2 separate regions of the Mus musculus genome follow, and region 2 is linked to region 1. The links are chromatin contacts, called in public HiChIP or PLAC-seq maps. All regions are on one chromosome and are shown on one strand. Each heading gives the region's core, a stretch centred on a gene start, on an enhancer-like site or on the middle of the called end of the contact. The rest is flanking DNA. Distances are from core to core; before and after follow the strand shown.

Region 1 (5,080 bases), core at 1,329-3,828:
GCATACCAGGAGCTGTGAAGAGCTCTCCAAAGAAAACCCAAACATGGCTCTTCTGCTTGGAACTCTTTGAAGAGACTCCATGTACAAAGCACCAAGTGGCCAATGAGCGTGTAGAGAGCTCAAGTCAGCTCAAGTCCGATGTTGCAATAACTTTCCTGCAGCCTGCACCGCCCACTTTAAAGGCCAAACCAGTGTGTGCAGGTGCTTGTGTTAGTGTGAATATTTCAAAGGGCTGGTGTGATCTTGAATGAGAAACAAATAGCAGGACACGGAGACCCTCCTTATGAGTCTGAAACACCCCAAGAGCAAAGGCACATCTCAGCACATTCTCCACAGTCACGGAGCAGTTTTCTCCTCTCATTAGCTCCTCACCAGAGCAGTCTAAAGTCCTATTCATGGTACATGAATGGAACAGTCTCTTCTCTCTTCTACAGAGTCGTGTATACCTGCAGCTCTTCCCAAGGCCTGACTCATTTCACCCCTCCCTGTCTTTGCTCAAGTTTCCCCTTCCCAGTAATGTCCTTCTTTTGTCTATCCTGCAGGTTCTCAGCCTCCCCGAGAACACACACACACACACACACACACACACACACACACACACACACCACATCTAATTCATTTTATGAATATCTCTTAATTAATTGTCTGACCTTACAACTGAACCTAAGTGACCACCAAGAAGCAGTCATGAAGAGGGAAACAAGAAAAGGCATAGGAAGACTGTCAGTGAGCTGGCTGGCCCACAAGTGACCCATAACTAATGCATCTCAGATTTGTGCCTTCAAATCTGGGGTTGTGGACAACTTGTCTGCAGACTCTCATCTGTCATTATCAAGGTCCACACTAGCTCCCCTTTACCCACAAGTTTCCAGGTGATCTTGAGTTTAGTCTGGGGAATCTCTTGTGGCTTAGGAAAGGCCCTAGAGCAGGCACACAAAGGCTGCAAATAACTGTGATAGGATGCTAATGTTCTCTGAAACTGTCCATCACACCTCCAACTAAGATAGTGGCCATGTCTTGTGTTGTTGATCTGATATGGAAAGAGCAATGAACGAAAGAACTAAAGACTTCTAAGTGCTTTGCAAGGATGGAGTGCCAGGGGGAAAGGTGGAATCCTCGACTGATATCCAGTAACACCCAAAGCTGATAGGCCATGATGAGGAACTGTAAGCCAAATAAATACTTACCTCCCCAACTTGCTGTTGGCCATGACACTTTATCTCATCAATGGTAACCTTGACTAAGACCAGAGGAATCTACGACCGGTGACAGTGAACATCTTGATTAAGACTAGAGGAATCCACTACCGATGCCTGTGAACAACCTAACTGAGATTCTCTACAAATGGCAGTAACTTACTACTTAATGTTCTCTGAGTCAGTTTAGTAAAGCCACTTGTACTCATTGATACCAGGAATTTCTATGCCAGTTGGAAAAAGGATAGCCTACCTCTCTTCTCGTTGTTTTTCTAGCTGAACCTGCGCACTGCGCTGCTCATTTGAGAAAGAAGTCAGGTACCCACTCATGTCTCCTTGCCACACATGCACTTCTACCATGCTCTCATCTGCCTCTGATCCCACCACGCAAAACAGATGACAATGACTTTGGCTCTTCGCTTGTAATCAGCCATACTTTCCCATCAAGCATCTTTGAGCTCAGTACTGTCCCAGAATTTTGAGGGAAACAGATGCCATGGTGATGAGTTGAAGGGGAAAAATGGCAGAAATTAGTCTGTAAAGTACTCTCTGGGAATCAGCTCTGTGGGGAAGGTACTTGCTGTATAAGCACAAAGACCTGAGTTCGAATCTCTGTAACCTTCATAGAAAACTGGGTGTAGCTCCAGCTCTGGTAGATGGAGCCAGAAGGATCCTGTGAGATCTCTGGACAGCCAGTCTAGACAAATAGTGAACTCCAGGTTCAGGGGGACACTCAATCTAAAATAATAAAGTAGAAAATGACAGAGGAGAACATCTGACCTTGATCTCTGGTCTCTGAATGCATACATGCAAGAAAGCATGTATGCACTCATGTGTACACATGACTGTGCCACGTACACCCAGAAAAAGAGAAAATGAAGCAGAAGAAAATAGAAAGGAGGGTGGAAACGACACATTTAGGGATTGAGAGAAATCAGAAGACAGGAAGACACATCCTAATTTAATATCTGACAGATGTTGCAGTAATACTCATAAAGACTAGGTCAGCACTGGTTTTAGAGTAAATCAAAGAAAAGATCAAGTCAGGCCTGGCTTCTAGGATGTGAGACCTGTAACCTGTACCACTGAGGGGGCACTGGGCCTGGATTACTAATGTGGAGCTGCTGTCCTGGGGTTCTTAATAATTGTTAACAAAGGGTCCCATGCTTTCCTTTCCATTTCTGATCCTGACAGAAAGGATGGAAATCATGGGATAAGACCTTTCTTGTACACATGTCATGACTCGGAGGGAGTGGACTTGAAGGGAGTGGTATTCTCCACATACCCCCTCCCTGTTTCTCACGGATTCATTGCCAGCTACCTCTCTTGGTTTACAGATGCTAGCCGTGTTGGGTGGAGGAAGGAATGGGTAACCTGGTGGTGAGTGCTGACAGCAGGAAGCCACAGTAAATTAGGCTCTAAGTGGATGAGACTCTAACCTCCTTCCACCCACTTCCTCGTTTGCAGAAGCAGGAAATGACATTTCAAAGGACAACCAAGGAAAATTCTTCAAAATAAGTCTCCCTTAGATAAAGTCTAACTTCCTTGCAAAGAAAATGCTTGAGTCCCCTTAGGCAGGGCAGGGCCCAGGAGAGGTCGCACAGGTCACCGGGGAGTCCCCAGGGACAATTGTGGAAATGGCTGTCGCCAGTTCCCTAAGTTCTGACTCTGAGCATTGGCTCTTATCTGTCATCAAACCTGCCCAAACTTCCTGTCCTTAAATAGAGTCATTACAAACGTCACCAGCAGCTTTCCTTAGGAAAAAAAAAAAAAACCCAAAAACCAAAAAACCAAAAACAAACAAACAAACAAACAAAAAACACCAAAAAACCCAAAACCGGAGTTCTGTCATCAGAACCTCAGCTGTCCGAATTGAAACCCTCTAGGTGGCTGTCAGTTCACACCTGCTGTCCAGCTGCATGCTCTCAGCTCGCTGTCTAGCACCCAGGCATTGCCTTCTGTCTTGCCTTCCAGTCCTGAGGCTGCTTGCTACGGTGGCACGTGGGTGGACTCAGCAGTACCTACAAAGCAAGGGAGGGGCACGGGGCCTCTCTCTTTCTGTAGCTGCTCATGTGTGTCTCATACACCACAGTGCAGTCCCAGAGTCTGAGAGACAGAGTCCAGGGACGCAGAGTCCTTTAAACACATTACGTGTGTGCTCAAGCGCCTTTTCCTTTGCAAAGCTTACAGCATCTATTCTCTAAAATGTTTCCTTGCTAAGGTTGACCTGAACCTTATAAAATTCCTATCTGTATTTAAATCTCTTTCCTTGCTGATTGGTGTTAGGAAGAAGCGAATCAAGCACAATCAGACGTGTATACAGAGCTGGATCTATGTAAACACCTGTTTGACTATAACTCATGCCTGTGTCTAGACTAGCCCTCTGCTAAGACCTTCTCCTTTCAGTGGGAACTGCAAACTGTGATGGCCTCCATGGGAGAAGAGCATATGTTACTTGGACACCGTCCTAATCAGAAAAGTCTCCCAATGAACGGAGAGCAAAGCTTGCCTACGTTTCTAGCAACAGGACATGATTCAGGCTCTAAACCACTGAAATCTATTTGTAAGCAAGCAGGACTTCTTTCTGACATCACTGAGATGCTTAAAAGTGTGCCTGACAAAATGTGAATGATGAGAAGTCAGAAAAAAAAATGGATTTCTTTATAAAATGGGCCCCAAAGATGTCAAAACCCCATTAATTTAAAAGGATCCGGTGTCATGTGTTCTCTCTCACGGCCCTTTAGCAAGGGAAAAATGAGTGTCTGTACTGGTAAAGTATAACTCCGTTAAGTATTGACAGAGAATGTCCGTCTTGAAGTTCTCATTCAGATCTGCTCTCCGAGATGATGAATGTGGCTTTCCTGGTATTTAAAATGAGATTCAAACCACCTACCAATCTCAGGAATTTCTTGTCAGCACTCACACACTCCTTTCCTTGTCTGCAGGCTCTCCCCCAGTGGAGAGGTGTCTAGGAAGTCGATTAATGCGCACCCTCATAACCCCATAAGTGGTTGCCAGCCCCAGGAAGATGGACAATTGGGCTCTTCGCCAGATCAAAGACTTCCCATTAGGTAGTCAGGAAATGTGAAGCTTCCAGCAGCTCGCAGGCTCTAGCAACATGAAATCAGCACCACTCAGATAAATGTGGGAAACTGCTGAAAAACACGCTTTCTGTTTTTTTCAATTCCGTGTTCCATGGAAAAGGAGAATATTAAAGTGGTTGTAACATGCCAGTCATCAAGTTGCGACTACAATGATCGTAGTGGACACAAAACGACTTTAAAGGTGTTTAGTTCAACTGATGAGGCAAAGACAATATCAGAGATGGTGAAATATTCTTACGTTCCACAAGGAAAAAACTAAAGGAGATGAAAAAGTCAGTGTGCCTCTAAATGAAAGATAGAGGTTAGACTACAGTTATCCCTCATTTGCCGCTGTAAGAGGTCAGTCTACCAATAAATGCCCAGCTTCCTCCAGGGGAAAAAGTATTAACAATTCTCCCAATAGCTCTCCCACCAGCACACTGTGTCTAATGACACCCTGTCCCCTACCCCATGCCACCAAAGACTCTCTCTACTGCACAGCTGAGAGAGTCAAAAGAGCCAGAAGTATGTCTACCAGGCATCCTTGCCAAATCCCCTTTTCAACCGTGTGTGATGTCTTCCATCTATAAGATGGTTGGACATGGAGAAAGTAAGAACTGACCCAAGTCCTCTGCCATCAAGATTCTCCAACTGCAATATGTGTTTTTGGTTACCTCTGTGCTGTCCTGAACACTGGTAAACGGCATTCAACGGGGACAGCAAGATAGCTCAGTGGGTAAAGGAGATTGGCACACAAACCTGAGTTGGATCCCCAGAACCCATGGAAAAGTGAACAGATTG
Region 2 (5,080 bases), core at 1,142-3,641, 100 kb before region 1:
TTCCAACCGCAGACCACCTTTCTTGATGCTTCATCAAAGTTGATACAAGTAGAACAGAAGCATAATTTTTTTTTTGGAAAATTAATTTTAGAGCAAAGTCTTATACATTTTGAAACAGAACCACACTATCTTCTGCCTGTACAGGAGTGTTCTTGCTCAGTTCTAGACAGGGGAACGAGGATGGTTGTCATGCTCCATAGGATCAGTTGCCTGAAATCAACTACAGTCTGGAAACACTACATGGAGAATTCCAGAAATATATAATTTATAAATTTTATTACAGTGTATTATAGTATTTTCATATCAGTTATTGTAGTCCACTTCCTAGTGTGCTGAACTGACAAACTCTATTCTGAGTAGGTATGTGTAGGAAAAAGAGCAATATACAGAACTTGGTTATATTAGCAGTGCAGGTACTACCTGGGGTCTTGGAATATATCCGTGAATATTGGGATACTACTTAACCCAGGGTCAAAGGCCAAAGCCTATGCTGCAGAGAAGAAAGTCAGCTGAGCCGGAAGCAGTGCTGACCAAGAAAATGGTGTCCATTCAGAACTGGCCCCTGGCTGCCCTGGCAAGTCCTCATTAAATCACCCAGCCTCTCAGCAGCCAACCCCACCCACCATTCTCCCTTGGGCTTTTACTCCTAAGAAAGTGAGTAACTGAAGACAGACCCGCATGCACAAAAGTGTTTGCTGTACAGTTATCCTAGCAAGGAGAAAGCAGACACGTGTGGGCACAGATAAATGCTTTTGTGGACAGCTGCTGATGGAGTGTCGGAACCTTTCATTACAAAGAACTCACTGACATGGGGAAAAAAATCTTTACAGAGCGAAGTAGAAAAAAAAAAGCAGCCTGCAAAATGCTGGGTACTCATGCGATTACAAGTCTCTCAAACATGCAAAGAACACAAGAGCAGACCATAACGCACCATGGTGGCACCACTCATGGAGCTGGAGCACTGGAGCGGGAGGACAAGGGCTGATGTTTTTCTTTTATTAAACATACCTGACAGTGAACATGCTAACAAGGTCTAGAACTGGCAATTGCAGAGTCTCTATAGAATTGGCTGTACACCCTGTGTCAGTGGACAAAAGGATATGAATGACCCCCACATACCTCCAGGAAGGCCATGGCCACATCATCTTCTTGGAGGAGATCGCCATACATGGCCGCCCACTGCAGGACCAAGCGGATGACCCGCCTCTTGTTGTTGAGGGCATAATCCATTCTCTCCTGCTCGGTACCTTGAGAAGGCTGTGCGTGGTAAGTGCCAAGGAGTCAAGGAAACCACAGAGCTACTTCCCACCCGTTTCGCTTGTGCTACGTGCAAGGCAGAGAATGACAGATCCCAGCTTTGGACTTATGCCATCTCCCACGTTGGTCCTCAAGGAAACTTCCCATCACAGTGTCTGAAGCACACACGCACACACTGTTGGTGACTCCTGATAGCTGACTGAAGAGTTAGACTGCAGGCTCCACAGACATGACCAGGATTCCTGCAGGGTCTAGCCTCGGTTCTCATTCTCCCTTCCTGTCCTATACCCCACCCTCCAGGACAGTAATGTGATTTCCCATTGCTTACTTCTGGGTATTTTGCCTCCTCCTGTTGGTCCCCTTAATTCTGCCCCTATCATTATGATCCTTCTTTGCATGAATTCCAATTTAACTCTTCTGAGTGGGGTACCCCATTCTGCTAGGACCATGGCTGGTGCAGTGTTTATAGAAACAAGCCAGGAGGATGTAGAGGAACTCACTCTGCATTACAGAGTCCCTAGTGAGAGCTCCAGACCCTCCTTATGCCACCTCTTCATCTCTCATCCAGAGCCACTGCCTACTTCATCATCAATTTGAGCCACGTGGCCGGCCATCTTAATTATAAGCCAGTGAGGCTTGGAGGGGATCTTTGTCCTGTGTTCTATACCATGCCTAGTGCTGTGAGCCTCGATGGCAAACTTTTTATTTATTCATCAGTAGAATTCAACACTTAACTGAGTGTCCACCACACGTCTAAAGTAAAGGGTCATACTGCCATTACCACTCCTGTGTAGACAGCACAAGTATTTTAGATCAGACACCCTTTTCCTTTTTTAGTGATTTATAGGCGCTCATATCATGGTCACCCTGTTCATAAAACAACTTAGCATTTATAGTTTATGTTATAAACTGCACAAAAGGGACTTTGGTGAAGCTCTATTTTAGCATCTGGCGACAAAAATGTTGTTTCCTTTCTAAAAGTGGGCAAACCAACACAAAAGGAACATAAAAGGCTATGATTATCTAGGGAGAGGGCACAGTTGGCTTTGAGTCCAAGACTCCCGACTCTGGCTAGCTTCATTCCCACTGAACAGCATTCCTGAGCCTTGTAGCAAATAACAAGACCAGCCTCGTCTGAGCTGACAGCCAGGCTTAAAAGGCACCATAGAAAACTGCCTCGTGGCAGTGCCGTACTTGAGAGCTAACGCAGCAAAGGGCCTTTCGGAAAGAACTATAAATAATCATGATCAAGGCAAATGACAGAAACTTAAAGCAAAGGTTTACTGCATGTAAATGGGTTGCAAAATGGCTTTCATAAATTGAGCACGAGATTCATAAAAAAAGAAAATTGCTCAACCTGTATTGCTACAATTCTCTCTGAGCTTACAATAAAAAAAAGGGAAGACAGATCACTTTATGTGAAAATTATTTCTTTTCTGATTAACCCTTTGGTCTCTTGCTTATATATATATGCATAACTCCGTTTTTCTTTCGTAAGAACTACAATACCGGGTATAAAGTTTCGTTACTGTTGCAACCGGCAAGCAGACGTTAGCACTGTCAGGGGTTGGCTCAGCAGAGGAGACTCTGAGCGTGCGTTCTTTGGTTCCCACTGTCTAGTGCTTTGATTTGGAGTGAGTCACTGCAAACTACAGACTTCTGTTTGCTCGCCCGAAGAAGAGATGAGATGAGACAGTTTCCAGCTTCTCTTTAGATATATCTATTAACACTAATGTAAGGCCGATTCAAAGAGAACTAGGTACCACAAACTAACATAACAAAAGTATACTACCTTCTCATGGTCTCTTTTGCTTAATTTGATACACCCCTGTGTTTTGTGTGGTGCTATAGTTTTCATATGGCATGCTCCCACCAAGATTCATGTTTGGGCTTTAATTCTTTAATGCAACACTGCAAGGCTATGTCTTTAAGGGACACTGATGTTTTTGATGAGAGACAATATTCGTTCTCGGGAGTGGATTGGTGCTTTCTAGAGTGGATCGTTATACAACATGTGGGTTTCTTTCTTGGCTCTTTCTTCTAACATGCCCATTAGCCCTTCTGCGTGGAGAGGGATGATGCCCCCAGCAGCCCGTGAGGAGATACCGCCCCCTCCCCTGAACTCCCAGCTCCCAGAACTATGAGCAGCTACATCTCTTTTCTTTATAAATGACCCAGGGTCTGGGTGTCGAGTACAAGGACAGGAAATAAATCCAGACACATGGAAACTGGGCTTAGCTCTATTCTAAACTTTCATTTCTGGAGTCAGCAGAATAAAGTAGGGATGGCTAAGATGGAAGCAGGGGTGTGGAGTTTGGACAGGCTTGGTAAGTATGAGGTAGGAAAAGTATGGGCTCAAAGTAGGATGGGTTTGAAGGCTCCCGATATGCCAGGCTTACGCTGAGCTCACTTTACACCAGCTATCTTGACTTTGAGCTGTGGCCATAGTATATATTCCCAAGCCTTCTCCTCAACCTAGGCTTCTCTCTATCCACTTTGATAGAAAACTGGGTGATGATGTCTATTAAAAAAACTTTCTGATGGCCTTATTCTGTGAAAATGTGCATATATTTTTGAACATGTCATACCAACTTTAAAAGAAAATCACACTGTGCCCAGACTAGCTGTACAGTCTAGAGTCTTTAAAAAGATTTCATTACACATGAAATATGCTTTACAATTACTTAAAGATGGTGACACTATACAAGGAAATGGAGGCTTCTACTGAGCTGGTGTACACAGTGGGAGCCTTGCCCTAAATTTAGAAGAATCACCTCAAGAGGAAACGAGGGAAGTGATGATTTTTTTTTTTTAAAAAGATGCATTTGTTTTTGTTTCATGTTTACAGGTGTTTTATTTGCATGTTAAGTGCATCATGTGCATGCAGTACACACAGAGGCCAGCAGAGGGCATTAGATTCCCGGGAACTCAAGTTACAAATGAACAGCCCTGTGGGTACTGTGAAATAGACTCAATTCCTCTGCAAGAACAGCAAACGCCTTTAATCACTAAGTCATCCACATCTCTAGCCTCTTGATTTGGTTCTTAAGAGGCAACTGTATTTTAAAATAGATTAGTGAACTGTTCAAGAGAACTCCAAATATTTTACAGATATGTGGGCAAAGAAATCATTCAAGCTGAGTTACTTATTTAAAAAGACACTCCATAAAATAGCTGTGCAGCGGTGGGGATAGAATGGGCCTGGATCCTTCCTGTCTCTTGGAATATTGCATTGGATAATACGCTGAAATGTAGGGAAGAGGAGACTCTGTGCTAGCTGTATGACAATGAAACAGTCTGGAACACCAAGTTGGTACCAAGGGTATATAATTCTGATCAACCACTGATCTTTACTGGGATCTCGGAAGCACACTCATGTGCGGGTTGGGCGGTATCAGCAGCATGCCTATGGCTAATCCTCAGGGTCTAAATAATGCTTGCATGTAAGCACCAAGGTTTTTCTTGACTTCTCTATTAATATTGAAATCTAGGGTTTTTTGTTTTTGTTTGTTGTTGTTGTTTGGTTTGGTTTTTGTCTTCAATAAATGACAGACTATATTGCTGAGCATATGATAATGCTTCAAGAGTATGGAGAAGTTTACATTTATAAAACACCTTCAGCATGTTCGCACGAGCGCATACATATAATGCTCTTCAACAACCTAGGAGGTTTTATTTAAAGATGAAAAATCACCAAGGTTCTGAGGGAGGAGATGTGCCCACCAAGTGCCTCAGATGTAAGTAGCAGGGCTTACAAATCCAGACAGGGCTCTTTTTGTGCCCACTGTCCCAAACAGTGGCAACAGGGCCTCTGCACTAGGGT

What was found. HiChIP or PLAC-seq counts read pairs in DNA pulled down with a chosen protein or histone mark.
Region 2: an H3K4me3 HiChIP or PLAC-seq map of bone marrow-derived macrophages shows a contact between it and region 1, with 2.2 times the contacts expected there. The contact joins two enhancer-like sites. A contact is called at or near these places in 5 of 39 promoter capture datasets (liver, neutrophils, pre-B cells and 1 more), 12 of 484 Hi-C or Micro-C datasets (the 63-12 cell line, LSK cells, bone marrow-derived macrophages and 7 more) and 1 of 115 datasets of contacts at active chromatin or transcription factors (bone marrow-derived macrophages).

The regions. Positions count from the first base shown.
Region 1 is chr2:72,115,444-72,120,523 of GRCm38.p6, reverse strand. All of the region lies in intron 4 of Rapgef4 (Rap guanine nucleotide exchange factor (GEF) 4), which reads right to left. Among named protein-coding and RNA genes, the nearest start is that of Gm29940, 63 kb to the right of the region's middle. Within about 2 kb of position 2,578, at least 82 of the 459 cell types and tissues checked have an H3K27ac peak or open chromatin away from gene starts, as enhancers often do. A contact at or near this core is called in bone marrow-derived macrophages, where this site is marked.
Region 2 is chr2:72,219,207-72,224,286 of GRCm38.p6, reverse strand. Rapgef4 (Rap guanine nucleotide exchange factor (GEF) 4) reads right to left here. Exons shown (of 31, transcript NM_001204165.1): 18 at 1,120-1,270. Among named protein-coding and RNA genes, the nearest start is that of Map3k20, 64 kb to the left of the region's middle. Within about 2 kb of position 2,391, at least 13 of the 459 cell types and tissues checked have an H3K27ac peak or open chromatin away from gene starts, as enhancers often do. A contact at or near this core is called in bone marrow-derived macrophages, where this site is marked.